2 separate regions of the Sus scrofa genome follow, and region 2 is linked to region 1. Evidence: chromatin contacts called from public HiChIP or PLAC-seq data. All regions are on one chromosome and are shown on one strand. The core of a region is the stretch at or near the end of the contact, and the rest is flanking DNA. Distances in the headings are between cores, read along the strand shown. Region 1 holds the start of RAP2B (RAP2B, member of RAS oncogene family). Region 2 has its middle 79 kb from the start of RAP2B.

Region 1 (4,289 bases), core at 364-2,863:
GGAAATTCACAGGTTGGCACCGGCTGGAACAGCTGAGTTTTGAAGGCACTCTGCAGACACAGGGGTGCTGGGGGCCCTGAATCACATTTGTGAAGTCTTTGTACTGTGTTTTAAAGAGCTAGTCATCAAAACCTGTTACTGCCAACCAATAAGAACAAAAAGCTAAATCTAAAAACACACACACACACAACAGTACACACAAAAATGTGCAGATCTGTAACATTTTTTTTCACAGCTGATAAAAAAAAATACTACCGTTCTCCCCCAGACTCCCCTTTGATACAGTAGGTAAACAAAAATAGATTTTTTTTTTCCACAAATATCAGCAGACACATTCTGGCACCCCACACTGTATTGGCATCAGTGTTAACAGTCCCAGTTCAGATGTGCAATACTTCAGATTGGATACACTGTAACAAGAATCCAACTTTGCATAGACATCCTCAGAATCATAATCAGTCACGGGGTTGCCCTTCCAAGCTGGCAGAAAAGGAACCCGATCTTAATTTCCAGCTACTCCTGGAAAACGAGGAAAAAAAACAAAAGTTTTTTCCTCTCCTCCTGCTCCTTCATTTGGTTCTCCCGGACTTCCTTCCGAGTATTTAAAACTTGGAACGAGAAAAACGGTTTTGGACAGAAAAACAAAAACAAAAAACTCCCCCTTTCCAACCTTCTCCCCGTCCTCTTCCTCCCCCACCCCATTTTTTTTTTTTTTTTTTTCTCCAGGCTGAAACTTTCGCTTGCCGGTGTCAAGCTGCCAATACAGCGCCCCAACGGCTGCGTCAATGGGGAAATAACGCGTCAACCAAAATCAATGAGAAACGTACATGCCGCAAAGAGCCACATTTCCATCGGGTCTCGGATGGTCAGAACGGCACACCCCCTCGGACACGGGGCAGAGGCAGGGGACATGGCCACGGGGGCCAGCCGGGCTCCCGGGACACCCCGGCCGATGCAAAGTCGTCTCCAATCTCAAAGCAAGAAGAGAAATCACATTTAGAGTCGGGTGCGTTTGGCTTTTGTGCGCAGAGCTCGGCCGGCGCGCGGCAGCCGCGGGCGCCTCAGAGGATCACGCAGGCCGAGCAGCAGCCCTCGTCTCCGTTGGGCTGCGCCGCGTAGTTCATCTGCCGCACGATCTCGGCAAACAGCTCGTCCACCGAGGCTTTGTTTTTGGCCGATGTCTCCATGAAGGGGCAGCTCCACTCCTCGGCCAGGGCCTTGCCCTCGCCGTAAGAGACCTCGCGCTCGCCCTCCAAGTCCACCTTGTTGCCCACCAGGATCATGGGCACTCTCTCGTACCGCTTTACGCGGATGATCTGGTCCCGCATAGGCTTGATGTCCTGGAAGCTCTGCTGGTTAACGAGGCTGTAGACGAGGATGAAACCCTGGCCGTTCTTGATGTACAGGTCCCGCATGGACGCGAACTGCTCCGTGCCGGCCGTGTCCAGGATCTCCAGCACGGACGGCGACGAGTCCACCTCGATCTCCTTGCGGTAGAAGTCCTCGATGGTGGGGTCGTACTTCTCGATGAAGGAGCCGGTCACGAACTGCACGGTGAGCGCGGACTTGCCCACGCCGCCCGAGCCTAGCACCACCACTTTGTACTCTCTCATGGCTCCGTCGGCGCTCGCCCGTCGGGGCTGCGCGCCGTAGTAAGGCTGGGCTTGGCGGCTGGACTTCTACCCTTCCTCAGCTCCGCAGGAAAAACTCAGGAGCGAAATGGCCGAGGAGCGCAGAGCGCGGAAATCACCGAGCGGGGGCCGGGCGCCGGGCCGGCCGGCAGCGGCAGCGCGTCCCTGGGGCGCAGGTCCGGGGCCCCGCAGCAGCCCGCGGCGGCAGCGGCAGCGGCAGCCTGGGCGGCGGAACCGGAGGACAATGCCGGCAGCCTGTGCAAAGCGAAGGCTGCAGCTTCTCGTCGCGGCAGCCCAGAAGGGCGAGGAGGCGGCGGAGGTAGCGGGCTGCGGAGGCGGCAGCTAATTGCGCGTCGGGCCGGGACGCGCGTGGCATGAGTCCCCGCAGAGCGTGCGCCCACCGCCGCGGCCCATGGAGCTCTCTTCCTCAGCCTCCGCGGGGCGAGGGCTTCCTACTCGCCGCGCGCAGCCCGGCCCTCCCCGCCCGGACGAGCATGCCCAGTGCGCCGCCGCCGGCCGCTCCCGCCGGATCCGCTGCTCCTGGTTTTCCAGGGAGCCGGGCGGAGGCGGGGTTGTGGGTGGGGCTCGCGATTTGAGTCGGGACTAGCGGATTCGCCGGAGGCTCTGGTCTCCCAGCAAGAGGACAAATGTGCCGGGATGTGTAGGTGTTTGTGGCGGGCTGGGAGAGCTCCAGTGGGAGGTTGGAGGCAGCCTTCTTTCGCCGCTCTGGGTTCATACATAGGGGCTCAGGCTCTTCGAGAAGCGAGTGGGTGCGGCAGCCACCCCCTCACTCCTCCCTGGGAATAGGGAGGATTGGGCTCTTGCCTCGCATCATTCAGAGCCCGTAGATCCCACTTCCCAGACCCCCGGAGGGTGTGTCTCCCGGGATTGAGACCCAAAGGACGTTTGGGTGTTTGGCGGGAAGACCATCTTCCCCTACCCAAGGCGCAGCTCTTTCTACCCGACCTTCTCTGGCCTACTCTCCCGCACTTTCATCTCTGGGACAAAGAAAACGGGAATGCTGGGTCTGAAACCCTGTTGCGACTAGGGAAAGGGCTGCCTCTACTAACCAGAGCTGTCTTCGGGCTAGGGTTCCGCGGGCCACCCCGCCCCCCCACTCGCCCCCTCCCCCGCCCCAGTCAGCTGGGGCCAAAATCTGGAGAGCGGATTACAGTCCTATCCAAAGCGGCGGTGGCGCCCGCAGCTAGTCAGGGCATGCTCAGTGCACAGAGCAGGTTTGGGGGCTTGGAAGTAGGAAGCTTGTGCACCACACACCCACACTCTAGCTCAAATTACCTCTCCCAGACTCTGGACCCATTGGTCCCGGGGCGCAAATCTCACACCCTCAAATGCTCTCCCATTGGCTACTGCCAAGATCTTATCAGTTTGGGCTGCTTCATTGGCTAAAAAGTAGACTCCGCTCGTGATTGGTTATTTATAGAGATTGAGTTGAGAGGCGGAGGCACAGCTGTTCTTTCTCTGCTGCTCCCCGCCCCCTTCCTCCCACTTCCCCATCCTAGTCGTTTTGAAGCTAAGAGTGAAAAAAATAAGGAATTTAGGCGGAGATCTCAGAGCTAAATATAGTCCTTTGTTGGTGTATTGGAGAGAATCTAACTTCTTGGTGCCCAGTCACGACAGTCGGTTGAAGGGAGCTGGCTACAGTTCTTGGTCTTCAAGAAACAGCAAAGTTTCCAAGTTTGGTGGTTTTTCTGTTTGTTTGTTTGTTTTAGCAGGGTGGGGGAGGGGCTAGGATGTGGAAATGGGCCACTATGAATTCATCTCACTCGGGTGGGGGAATGCCCGGGCTTGCCTTTAGAAAACGTCTTTGCTTTGGGGCGGGAGTTCGCTAGACTGGGCTGGGCTCACAATCACGGGAGGTACCAGGGAGATGCCTCGACTTGCTCCAAGTCTCTCTCCTTCCTCGCGGAGGAGAGATGTCAAGACCTGTCAAAAGATTGAATGCTGTTAGCGTGAGCCCCAGGGATAAGAGTGGGAGGGACCGAGCTGCGTCAACCTGTCTCTGTATCGTGCCTTTTTTATTCGATGCCACTTCCCACTGGTTTAACCATCCCTTCGGAGGGACAAACCAGGAGGTGTGCTAACGTTTGGTTTCAGTTCCCTCAGTCCTGCGGTGACTCAGGGCCATGTTTTCGAATTAACCTCCTAGCCTTAGCTTGCAGTGTGATGGGCGGCAGCGTGAATTCTTGGCCAAGGGACCTGGCGAGTCGCCTGCAGGAGCCAAAGCTTTGGGTGGTGGGGGTTGAGCCCGTCCCTGCGCGTGGCCCCGCTATTTAGTGGGCAGAGGGGTTATCAAAGTGTTTGGCTGTAGTTATGCTTATGTAATTCTCCAGAAACCTTTACGGCAAATTCTCCTAATACAGCCGGAGGGAACCTCACATTCGCCTAGCTTTTAATGTCTGAGAGGCGTTTTACATGTTCTGTCTTATTTACTCCTCGTAAACATAATTATATATACCTATTTTAAGGATGAGGAAACTGAGGCCTTAAGACGTTCAGTAACTGGCATGAGATCTCACAGCTAGTGAGTGGCTAGGCTAGGATGCTGACCCAGGTGTTGGGCTGCAGAACCTGGTCTTGAAACCATTAAGCAATACAACCTTCTCACAGGAAAGTTCCCAGATTTTAATCTTTCTTAGG
Region 2 (4,161 bases), core at 195-2,694, 80 kb before region 1:
TTTAAGCTTCACAGTGCCAAAAAACATTAAATAAAGATTCTAAAATATATTACAAAGGAAAAATGTGTGTGTGTGTGTGTGTGTATAATTGTTTTATCCAGTATATGCAAAGTTATTTTGACTAGAAAATAATTTGGAATACCTTTTAGCATCCATAAGAATAGTCCCATCAACTCACAATCAATCATCAGTGTCTGACAAAAGAACTTATTTATAAAATGGTAACAAACTGACAGATTTCAAAACCAATCTTGTGGTTACCATAAGTAAAACTGTTGGAGGGAAGGAAGAATGGGAATAACGTATACTCACTACTGCATAAAATAGATGATTAGCAAGAACCTATTATATAGCACAAGAAAATCTACTCAATAGTCTATAATAACCTATATGGAGAAAAAAAAGAATGGATATATCTATATGTATGATTTATTCCCTTTGCTGTACACCTGAAACTAATATAACATTGGAAGTCAACTATACTCCAATAAAATTAAATTAATAAATAAAAAATAAAGGAAATTAGAAAGTTCCTATTGTGGTTCAGCGGTAATGAGCCCAAACTAGTATCAATGAGGACACAGGTCTGATCTCTGGCGCTACTCAGTAGGTTAAGGATTCAACATTGCCACAAGCTGCAGTGTAGGTTGCAGACACAGCTTGGATCTCGTGTTTCTGTGACTGTGGTGTAGGCTGGCAGCTGCAGCTCCATTTCAACCCCTAGCCTGGGAACTTCCATGTGCCGCATGTATGGCCCTAAAAAAAGACCCCCCAAAAAAGGAAATTTAAAATTTCCTTTAAAAAAAAAGGATCAGGGTCTGGAAACATAGAGAATGTCATCAGTACTCAGGAGCCAGGAGTAGTTACTGGGTGACCAGGCCCACTGTCATTGCAGGTATTCACTGGATATTATTGAATAATATGAGCAGTGTCAGTATTTTTCTAGTTTTTTTAGTCCCATAGAAAAGTATTTATCATGTTTGATACATTTAAGAATTTGTCATATACTTTATTAGTGAAATAATATAGGCCCATGTGAAAAGTTAATGAACAAGGAAATCCTTGACTGAATAATGAATATGTTTTAAAATATGTTTTTGAATTCTGGGAAAGAAGGGGAATTAAGCTGAGCTTTGACATTCGGGCATTATTTGAATAGGCAAAAGAGGAAGGAGGGCCCTGGGCAGAAGGAACAATGAAAGCAAAAGAGGCACCAGGAACCACTTCCAGAGCAAACCACTCCTGAAGCTGGGAGAAACACACTGAGCTGCTGCATTCTGTTAGGCATTCTGCAGCACAGCATGAGGCTCACCGAAGACCTGCTTGCACAGAGTCCTTCTCAGTGGGAGACATCTTGGGCAAGAGCTGCTGCCAAGAAGCACAGCTCAGAGCCACAGACAGGAACCTGGAACCACAAGGCAAGCAAATAAGAAAGCTGCCTCTGACCAGCCATTGCCAAAGGGAAGTATCGTTTTAGGAATCAGCAAATGAATTAGGCCGAAGTTGACTTATTACTCAAGAATTCTAGCCCTCTCATGATCTCCTGGCAACATGCAAAATTTGTTCTGGATTTGAACAAAGTCATGGCCTTGAAAATACTTTCTCAAATCTCCTGGGGCTGGAAGCATGGTTGACTGATGGGTCAGATGCTACCCTTCTAGATCCACCACCCCATCTGAGCTCAAGTTACATTTCCTTTGAATGTTCCTAGCCAGTGACTGAGCATGGGAGGGTTTGGACAAGTCATTCCTTGGATACAGAACTGTCCTGATAAGTAATTTGGGTGCAAGATTTCCCATTGACCTGGCTGAACATTTCTTGGAACTGTGCTGAAGCCCAAAACTCTTCCTATACAACATTTCTTCCTTTTCTGTCCCCTTCACATGAGTCAGACCAGCATTTGGATTGGAAGGCTCCCCTTGCCTTTTCCAGATTACCCCTCTGTATCCTTCCCTTTATCCTTCTCAGGCATTTCTCCTGATACATTTCCTGCACATCTATCTCAGCTTGATGTTTGCTTCTTAAAGGACACCAACTAAAGAGGACCCCAACTATCATAGATACCCAACTGTGACACAACCCATTATGAGGTTTCATTCTGTTGAGGTTTAGGTGAAGTCTTTCTCACAATCATCCCAACCCTCCCCAGTCATACAAAGAAGGAAAGACTGTCCCCTCTGCCATTGCCACTTTTCCCTTCATATTGAGTACCAGACCCACATCTGCCCTTATTCCTAAAAGAGGTTCAGTTTGGAAAGGATCTTGTCATTTGATAAAAGCAAAGGAAAGGAAATAAGCACTGGGAAACTGACCACTCAAATAAAATGAAATAGAATGTATATGCAAAATAGGAGAACTTGTCTGAAATTATCTTTTGAAGAGCCTCGTAGAAGGTACTACTAACTTTTTAGTCAGCAAGTAGTTACTATTTTTTTATACTTAGTATATTAGATTTGTAGGGCTGCATAATAAAGTACCACAAACTGGGTAGCTTTGAACAACAGAAACTTCTCTCCATTTTGGAGGCCGGAAGTTTGAAATCAAGTGTTCTTCAGGGCCATGCTTTCTCTGAAGACTCTAGGAAAGAATCTTTTCCATGCCTTTCTCTTAGCTTCTGGTATTGCCAACAATCCCTGGTGTTTCATGGCTTATCATGCAAAAGTTGAATCCCTACTTGAGTTTTCACGTGGTTTTCTCCTCAGATGTCGGTCTTTTCTCTTATAAAGACACCAATAACAACAGAGTTAGGGCCTGCCCTAGTGACCTCATCTTCATTTGATTACATCTGCAAAGACATTTCTTCTTTTTATTTAAGTGTGATCAATTTACAAGGTGCCAATTTCTGCTGTACCCCAAAGTGACCCAATCATACATGTATGTAGTTTCTCTTACATCATCCTCCATCATGTTCTGTCCCAAAAGATTGGACACAGTTCCCTATGCCATATCATAGGACCTCATTGCCTATCCATTCTAAATGTAATAGTTTTCATCTACTAACCCCAAGTTCCCAGTCCATTTCTCTCCATTCCCTTCCCCCTTGGCAACTTCACTTCTCTTTATGTATGTGAGTCTGTTTCTGTTCTGTAGATAGCTCATTTGTGCCATGTCTCTTTCTGATTTCCTTCACTTGGTATAAGAACATCTATTTCTATCCATGTTGGGGCAAATGGCATTATTTTGTTCTTTTTTATAGTATTCCATTGTGTATATGACCACATCTTCTTAAGCCATTCATCTGTTGATGGACATTTTGGGTGTTTCCATGTCTTGGCTATTGTGAATAGTGCTGCTATGAACACAAGGGTGCGTGTATCTTTTTGAATTGTAGTTTTTGTCCAGATATATATCCAGGAGTGGGATTGCTGGATCATATGGTAGTTCTACAAAATAATATCCCATTTACCAAGGCTAAGATTTCAGTATTATCTTTTGGGGAGATGCAGTTCAACCCATACACTTGGGTAGGGGCATGTTTGAATGGAAAAATGGAAAACTGCATAATTAAACAAAATTTCTTAGTTACCTAGGAGATAAAGAAACAAACATTTCTACTTTTAGCTAGTGATTTGTGCTGCTTCTTGTATTGTGTCCTTATTGTGTGTTTGATGTGGCCATGCGCTCGTTATCTTCCACCTTCAAATGCAGCCAACACCTAGCACTTTGGGTCACTGCTGAAAATTGCTGGATGGAAAATGAAATCAATGTGGGTCTTGTAAACATCGGCCTGTGGATGATATGAATTGATAGGCATATTTATTATAGCTGGTAAAAGCACTTCTGATTTGAAGTAGTGACCTTTCTAGTTGAAATTAATTGGGTCCTTTCAATGATACTACTTATACATGAATATGCTTTCCTAATTTGGAGAAAGCAGAATAAAAGATCACCAAATCTATCAGCTGGAAATGACTTTGTGATGCACTTGCTAGATAATAAATCACAAAAGAGTAAGACCTTGCATGTATGTGCTTAAACACATTAAGGAGATTCCCAATGCCTGCTCATTTTATTGCCACAGGGAAGTGAGCTAGAATGGGAAAGTTAGTAAGTATTGTGGGTGGGTTATTCAAAAACCATTCGCAAATATCCTTATCCCTGACTCTATTATAGAGGCTATTAAAGCTAAAAATTTGAATTCCTAACTTTTTTCATGACTAG

Evidence for each region. HiChIP or PLAC-seq counts read pairs in DNA pulled down with a chosen protein or histone mark.
Region 2: an H3K27ac HiChIP or PLAC-seq map of alveolar macrophages shows a contact between it and region 1. The contact joins the enhancer-like site here to the promoter of RAP2B in region 1. A contact is called at or near these places in 6 of 47 Hi-C or Micro-C datasets (blood, embryonic fibroblasts, fibroblasts and 3 more) and 1 of 2 datasets of contacts at active chromatin or transcription factors (alveolar macrophages).

What each region holds. Positions count from the first base shown.
Region 1 is chr13:93,305,436-93,309,724 of Sscrofa11.1, reverse strand. RAP2B (RAP2B, member of RAS oncogene family) reads right to left here and starts at 1,613. Exons shown (of 1, transcript NM_001123185.1): 1 at 1,062-1,613. The coding sequence starts at 1,613. The coding sequence ends at 1,062.
Region 2 is chr13:93,385,339-93,389,499 of Sscrofa11.1, reverse strand. No RefSeq gene overlaps it. Among named protein-coding and RNA genes, the nearest start is that of RAP2B, 79 kb to the right of the region's middle. Within about 2 kb of position 1,444, at least 16 of the 83 cell types and tissues checked have an H3K27ac peak or open chromatin away from gene starts, as enhancers often do. A contact at or near this core is called in alveolar macrophages, embryonic fibroblasts, mesenteric adipose tissue and 1 more, where this site is marked.